Regions from separate parts of the Triticum aestivum genome. Here region 2 is linked to region 1. The links are chromatin contacts, called in public Hi-C maps. All regions are on one chromosome and are shown on one strand. Each heading gives the region's core, a stretch centred on a gene start, on an enhancer-like site or on the middle of the called end of the contact. The rest is flanking DNA. Distances are from core to core; before and after follow the strand shown. Region 1 holds the start of LOC123143395 (RNA N6-adenosine-methyltransferase mettl16). Region 2 holds the start of LOC123143397 (F-box/LRR-repeat protein At3g26922).

What was found. A called contact is a pair of places that touch in the nucleus more often than the background predicts.
Region 2: a Hi-C map of leaf shows a contact between it and region 1, with 4 times the contacts expected there. The contact joins the promoter of LOC123143397 here to the promoter of LOC123143395 in region 1. A contact is called at or near these places in 4 of 5 Hi-C or Micro-C datasets (leaf and an unstated tissue).

What each region holds. Positions count from the first base shown.
Region 1 is chr6D:42,713,754-42,717,526 of IWGSC CS RefSeq v2.1, reverse strand. LOC123143395 (RNA N6-adenosine-methyltransferase mettl16) reads right to left here and starts at 1,972. Exons shown (of 8, transcript XR_006470829.1): 1 at 1,533-1,972.
Region 2 is chr6D:43,051,144-43,054,916 of IWGSC CS RefSeq v2.1, reverse strand. It overlaps LOC123143397 (F-box/LRR-repeat protein At3g26922), which reads left to right and starts at 1,610. Exons shown (of 5, transcript XM_044562314.1): 1 at 1,610-1,858; 2 at 1,954-2,856; 3 at 3,045-3,206; 4 at 3,294-3,447. The coding sequence starts at 1,966.

The DNA.
Region 1 (3,773 bases), core at 723-3,222:
TTTAGTTCAAATCATGACCTGAAGTTTGGACATTTCACAAACTTGTTTTTAGTTTGCATCCAATGATTCCGAATATGAAGTTTCTGAACCTAATTAAGTGTTTGCATCTTAAAATACACCCACCTTAGTTTTTAAATTGCAGTGAAAAAATTATAAAATACATGTTGCACATTGAGTGTTGGAAATTAAAGTGAAGGTATTGACTTACATTTTAAATACTTGACATACTTTCCGTGAACTTGCATTGACTTTATAGATTCTAATTTTTGTTATTATTTTGGAAAGTCTTATTACTTCAGGTCTTGAATCCCTACATGGTGATCCTATCCTGGTAAACAAGTACTTAAGAACAATTTTTGGCCAATGTTAACTTTTTTTGGCTCATGGTTCAACATGTTTCCAAATCAGATATGGAAGACAAGTACTCCAGCCGCTGATGAAAGTGGCCCAGAAGCACACATAATGACGGACGTGGTTTTGATTTATAGAGCATTTGAGGATCAAATGAGATGAAGATTCAGTTCTCTAATTTCTGTTTTGGTTCAGTTTTTTCATCATTTCTACTCAAGGTGGCGAAGGGTTTCCTTGTGATCGGCGCGGCACCAATCTTCTGGGTGTTATGGAAGACCAAGAATAAATCCTGCTTTAAATGTGTTCGTCCTGGAGATCCAACCACTGTAGTTTTTTATGTTTGTCAGTTCTTAACATCTTGGGCAACCTTTGCAGAAAGGGGCTCTTTAAGGACTGTTGCGACAGCGATCCGGTAAGCTGGCGATGGTGGTGTAGGAAGTGTATGGGCGTCGACATAGCTGGAACCAATAAATTGTCGTCCTCCTTTTTGTGCCCTCCTGTGTTAGCCTATTTGGGATTCTATGTCCAATTTCTTTTTTCTCTGTATGAGAGTTGGCTGTAGTTCGTCAATTACTGGTCGACGATGCTGATGCTCATGTTACAAGGATATGATGTAAGGAGTAGTTGTTTATGCTTTTGTGTTCTGTTTGGGTGGCTTATACCTGGCCCGTACGCTGGTGTGTGTGCATGTGTATACTGGAATGATTTCAGCAACGATATTGGGCATGTAAGCTACTTTTCTTGGAAAAAAAAGTGCAACTACATGGCAAACATGACAGATGTGAAGATTTTACTGAAGAGAAAGTTGTGCAAATTCTTATTTTGGGGGAAATTTCACTCAAATGCGTGTAAGCTTGGGAACAAAATTGAATATCCGAAGAAAGATATCGATATTTATTACACAAAGGATGACCCGACACATGTCAATTTGAGCACACTACATAGTAAAATAAACTATTTTTTGATGTTCCGTGCAACGCACGGGCATCTTACTAGTGTCACATTACAGGTGAGTTTGATGCCACAATTAGCTGAATTCAGGAGATTCTCCACCAGCACGGCAGAGAGATAAGCGGCTCAGCCGAGCAGGAACAATCGGGAATGGAGCAGCGCAGAATGCATCTTAGGGTTTGAGGGGAAGGGGGCGGGAGGAGGAGGTGAGCAGAGCAGGTTGCACGGACCAGTTGACGCCGTGGTCGTGGAGGAGGAGGACGCGCGTGAGCTCCCGCGTGGCGGCGAAGTCGGTGAAGTCAACGGACGCGCGGCCCCCGCCGGACACGGTGACGAAGGGGGCGAAGGAGGGGTAGAGCGACGCCAGCGCCGCGAAGTCCGGCGCCGCGGCGGCGTAGCGGTTGCGCGGGTGCATCACCGGCGGCGCGTCCGAGCCGTCGCGCCGGCGCCGCTTCCTCCCGCCGCCCATCTTGCGGTGCTTCGTAGGCGGGCGCAGCGGGGGAGCTGGGGACCGAGGGGAGAGCGCCGGGGCGGCTGGAGCGAGGGGCGGCCAGCGGCGAGGCACGACTCCGGAAGGAACGCCGTCAGCTCGCCGCGTGGGCCTGCCTTGGGCCTTTGGGTATCTCTTTTCCGCCAGATTGGAGCGGATCAGCGGAACCGGCTCCTCTCTCGCTCCGTGTATAGATAAGAAAAACTTTTCTCAAAAGAAGACTACTGGAAAAACGGGTGCAGGACAACAATCGAAAATAGTCATCGGCGCTTGGAGTAAAGGTGGCACCGACAGCTCCAGTTGTTAACCACCTTTTGTTTGCAGATGACAGCCTGTTGCTTTTTAAGTCTAGTGTGGAGAGAGCTAACGCAGTTTCAAACCTGTTGAATACATATTGTTCGGCTTCGGGACAGAGGATTAATCGTGACAAATCTTCCATCTTCTTCAGTAAGGGGTGCCCGGAACATATCAAACAAGGGGTGAAAAATTGTCTCAATGTGCAGAATGAGTCTTTGAGTGAGAAATTTCTGGGGTTGCCAACTGAGGTTGGTCAATCAAAAAGTGTCACTTTCAAATACCTTCGCGACAGAGTCTGGGAGAAGGTCAAGGGATGGATGGAGAAACTCATGTATGCTGCCGGAAAAGAGATCTTGATTAAAGCAGTGGCACAAGCGATCCCGGTGTTTTCTATGTCATGTTTTAGGCTGACAAGGGGCCTATGTGAGAGCATTACATCTATGATTCGCCAATTCTGGTGGGGCAGCAAGCAAGGAAAAAGAAGACCATGCTGGGTCTCGTGGGATGTGATGACAAAACCAAAGAGCCTCGGTGGTTTGGGCTTTCGTGACATGGAGATTTTTAACCTAGCGCTTCTGTCCAGACAGGCATGGCGTTTGCTTCAGGAACCGAACTCTCTCAGTGCACATTTGCTAAAGGCAATTTACTACCCTAATACCTCAATTCTTGAGGCCGAGCTGGGGTCACGACCTTCACAAATATGGCGTGCAATTATAGATGGCCGAAACATAATGAAGCAAGGCATCATCAGGCAAATAGGGGATGGATCATCGACAAACGTCTGGACTCATAACTGGATTCCTAGGGAGGGTTTCTCATCACCTGTGACCTCTCTGGTGGCTAACCCGCCGAGGATAGTGGCTGAATTAATAGACCACAACATGGCATCATGGCGGGAAGAGTTAGTCCAGCAGGTATTCGTTCCTGTAGATGCTGAGGCCATCCTAAAAATACCGATTTGCACAAGGCCAGTTCAGGATTTCTGGGTGTGGGCGGAAGACCCGAAAGGCCGTTACTCTGTCCGATCAGCTTATAACATGATCTTGCATATAAAGACAGGGAGAGAAGCTTGGCTGGAGAACGTAGAAGATGTGTCCAATAGCAGCGCCGAACGCAAGGGGTGGTCATCTGTCTAGGGCATGCAAGTTCCCTCGAAACTGAAGGTATTTGTCTGGCGCTTCGCACAACATTCTCTCCCAACGAGTGATATCTTGCAGCATCGGAACATGTCTACAACGAATGAATGTGCTATATGTGGTGCAGCCGACAACTGGCGTCATTCCATGCTAGACTGCACCATGTCAAGGAGTGTTTGGGCCCTGTCAAATGCAGATCTTGTGGAACACATGTGCATGAACACGGACGACAGTGCCAAGGGCTGGTTGTTCGCCATGAGTGAGTCTCTATCGTCGGAAGAGTTCACCATGTTAGTTGTTACGCTTTGGGCAATTTGGCACGCTCGCCGGAAATTGATACATGAAGGAATCTTCCAAACTCCTTTCTCCACACAAGCTTTTATCAAAAGCTACCTATGTGACTTGCAACTTATCTTCAAAGCTCCCAGCAGAGGACGGTCTGAAGCACAACCGAAGCCAAAGAACTGGCTACCACCACGAGAGGGGTACTCCAAGCTTAATGTGGATGCAGCAGTGCCTAGGACAGGAGGTTTTGGTGCAGTGGGAGC
Region 2 (3,773 bases), core at 361-2,860, 340 kb before region 1:
GTCTACCAAATCACGGTGAGAGCTTGGCCTAACCCCAAGAGGTACACATTGGCCACCATCTACCACGGCTTCATCCGCGAGACTAACATCCTTGAACAATGTAGTCCGATGATCCCGACCAAATACCTTCTCGAAAGCTTCGGCCTCCTTCACCGTGAACCCCTCCGCATCAACTTGTTCATCGGGACCATCGTCATCCGAGTCCGATGCATATGCACGGGAAAAAGGGATGGAATGGTCCATTGTCTCTTGCAAATGATATTTGTCGAGATCACCCACATTGTTGTCATGGAGATCAACTTCATTGTCATCGTCCGCATACTCATCATTGTCCTCTTGCAAAGATTCATCTTGGTTGTTTCTATACGGGCTCAATGTTGGCCTCACTTCTTGGGTCAAAAGAGGTTCAACAATTTCATCTCGCTTCAAGGGTGGGGGCTACTAGCAACCAAAGGGGAGGGGTTCCGGTTCAAGTCCAAATGCAAACTTGAATCAACCTTCTTCGTTGCAAATAACTCAAGAGCCTTGTCTAGTGATTCGGCCACCGTCTCCTTGTATGCAACCCAACGTTGCTCCGAGTTGACACGCATTGTCTTCCAACGGATGTGCATTCCAAAACCAACATTATGCCTTCCCTCCAACTCAATGATATCACTAGGGTCCATCCAATTCAAATCTTTCCTAACTTGTTGCAAGAGCTCCGCATAGCTAGGACTACTATCAAACACCATGTCAAGCTCATCCGGGTCCGGTTCTTTATTGCCTTTCAAAAAGGCGTCTTTGTCCCCATGATGAACAAACACACATGTTCTTCCCATCCCTATAAGCATTCAAAGAACACAAGGTAACATTGCTTCCATGAGTACTAATCCATGGATTAACATGGAATACAAACCCTAATATATATATGAAACAACAACCCTAACCCTAACCATAACCCTAACCCTAACCATAACCATAACCCTAACCATAACCCTAGCCCTAAAACCTAACCCTAGCACCAACATAAGAACACCCATAAGAATAACCCTAGCATACTAACAAAGCCTAATCATAGAAATTGGCTAACAAACATCTCACATCTCCATGCAAATCTCTAGATCCAAACAAAACTAGGGTTTCCCCAAACTAGCAACAAATGAGCAATGGGAGAAGTTTACTTGGATCAAAACAAGGGGATCGGAGATTATTACCTTGAGGGAGGGTTTGACTTTGAAATCCACGGACAAATTCTTCAAATTTACAAGACTTGGAAGAAGATTTGAGAGGGGGAGAGAGTGGGAGAGGGGGCAAAGCTCGGGGAGGGAGAGAGTGAGAGAGTGTGTGTGTGTGGGGGGGGGGGTGGGGGAGGGGGGCCCGGCCAAGTGGCTGGATAAGTCACAGTGCAGCGCCTAGCCGCGCCTAGCTCGGAGGCGTTGCACATTACATGTGCGGCGCCTAGCTCGGAGGCGTTGCACTGCTGGGTGCGGGCCCATGGGCTGCCACGGTGGACAGAGGTGCAACGCCCCAGAGTTAGGCGCTGCACCGTACGGTATGGCGCCGGCGTGGCGGGCGCTACACAAAAGGGTCAGGGGTGTGAAATAGTTTCGCACCCAGTTCATTCTGTGAATTGATTTCGTCCCGAGGTCAAAATTGTCAAATTTGCCACTTGGGCGTGTGCCGCTGGGCGAGTTCCTCTTCCACCTCCTGGCCCTGTTCCCCAATCCCCCCATTCTTGCCGAAACCCTAGCTACTCCAATTTGTATCCTGGATGGATCTGGTGTTCCGGAGTTGAGAATCGAGTGCTAGTTACCTAGGATTGCATCATCCGCCCATCTTCCGGCTCTCGCGGCGGCGGCGGCGGCGACTTACCGGCCAGGTGAGGCGAGTCCGCCGGAAGGCGAGAAATCCATCTGCCCATCTCATCCCATTCTCTCCACCCTCGCGGCCGTCTGATCCTTTCTTGCCTCGCAGCGCCGACGACGCATGGCTCCTAGGAAGAAGCTCAAGAGTGCGCCGCCGGTGACGGAGAGCACCACCGTCCACGACCTCCCCGACAGTCTCCTGCAGCACGTGCTCTCCTTCCTCCCAGCGCAGGCGGCTGTTCGGACGTGCGTGCTCGCCCGGCGCTGGCGCCACCTTTGGAGGTCCACCACAGGCCTGCGCATCGTAGGCCTCGACGATGAGGAGAATGCCCAAGTCCAAGACCTCCGGAAGTTCGTGGAACATCTGCTCATGCTGCGCGAGCGCACCGACCTTGAAAGTGTTGAGATGAAATTCCACAGTTGCTCCGATGACGAAAAGCCCTATGTGAATCTGTGGATCCGTTTCTCTGTGATTTGCAAAGTTCGGGTGCTCACCCTTCATATCCTTGAGGCTGATTACCTCCCCCTAGACGACCTGCCTCTTGTGTCTCGGCACCTGAAAACATTGGACCTTTGTGGTCTACTCCTACAAAAGACCTTTCTTGATTTTGCTAGTTGTCCAGCATTGGAGAATCTGAAGATGAATGATTGCAAAATCAATGGTTGGAAGATATCGTCCCTTTCCCTAAAGCATTTCAGCATCACTACTTGCTTCTCTGACCTAGATTGCCGGCTCAACATTTCTACTCCAGGCCTTGTCTCTTTGAAACTAGATGGCTTTTCGGGTAAAACCCCTTTTCTTGAAAACATGCCGTTGCTACAGACAGCATGCGTGAATCTTGGCATAGGCTGCGAAGATGTCTGTTTGAATTATAACTATGGTATCTTCTGTGGAGCTAATAAGAATGGATGTGGGAATTGTCTATCAAAAAACGATGGCCGCAGCGATTGCGTGCTTCTAGGTGGGATCTCAAGTGCTAAACATCTTGAACTGATATCTAAATTGGGAAAGGTGTGACACTCATCTTTAACTCTTTCATTTGTGTTACCCTTTTTTGTGTTCCTTTATCTGCATTGTTTTTAGAGAATCAGAGATAAACAGATTACATATGCATCACAAACAGATTGTGGGTCTTAGATCAGCATCTCACATTCTTAGCAAGGATTACTTGATTTAAGTACTTGTATTTTTCTTTCCAGTTCATTTTCACAAGAGATTTGAATTGCCGCCCTACATTTAGTAAGTTAAACACTTTATTACTCAATGAGTACTGGTGCGAGGCTCCTGACCTGGGTCCACTAGCTTGCATTCTGCAAAATTCACCAGTTCTAGAGAAGCTCACTCTTCAACTTTTCTCCAAGGTATAAATCTTCTAAATGGACAACTGTTCTAGTGTTAAACGTTATTATCGGCTATCTATATTGGTTCAATGTTTTTTCTTACCATAGGGACCAGATCATAAAGTGGAAATGAAAGGAAGCTACATTCCGATGGAGGGTCCGTCTGCAATATCAGAGCACCTTAACATGGTTGAAATCAAGTGTAATGTGGTCGACGAGAAGATTCTCAAAGTCTTGAAGCTCTTGTCTGCATTTAACATACGTAAGCTAACTAATGACTCCTAACATGATCTCTATGTTCTTAAATTAGCTTTCATATGCGAGAAAGAAACTAAGAAAGCAGGCTGTAAATTAAAAAAACCTGAAGAATTATGAACAAAGAACAATTTGTAGGGATTCCAAATTGTTTTAAGATATGAAAGATCTGGACCAAGTCTGGCCAGGCTTAGAAATGAAACTAATATAATCCTTTTTGTTGGCAAAGGATATTTAGTATATGAGTTGCCCGAACAGCAATGTAACACAATATGGACTTGTTGATTAGTTCTGCTTTTATTCGGCAATAGCACAAATGTCTGAATTGATTAA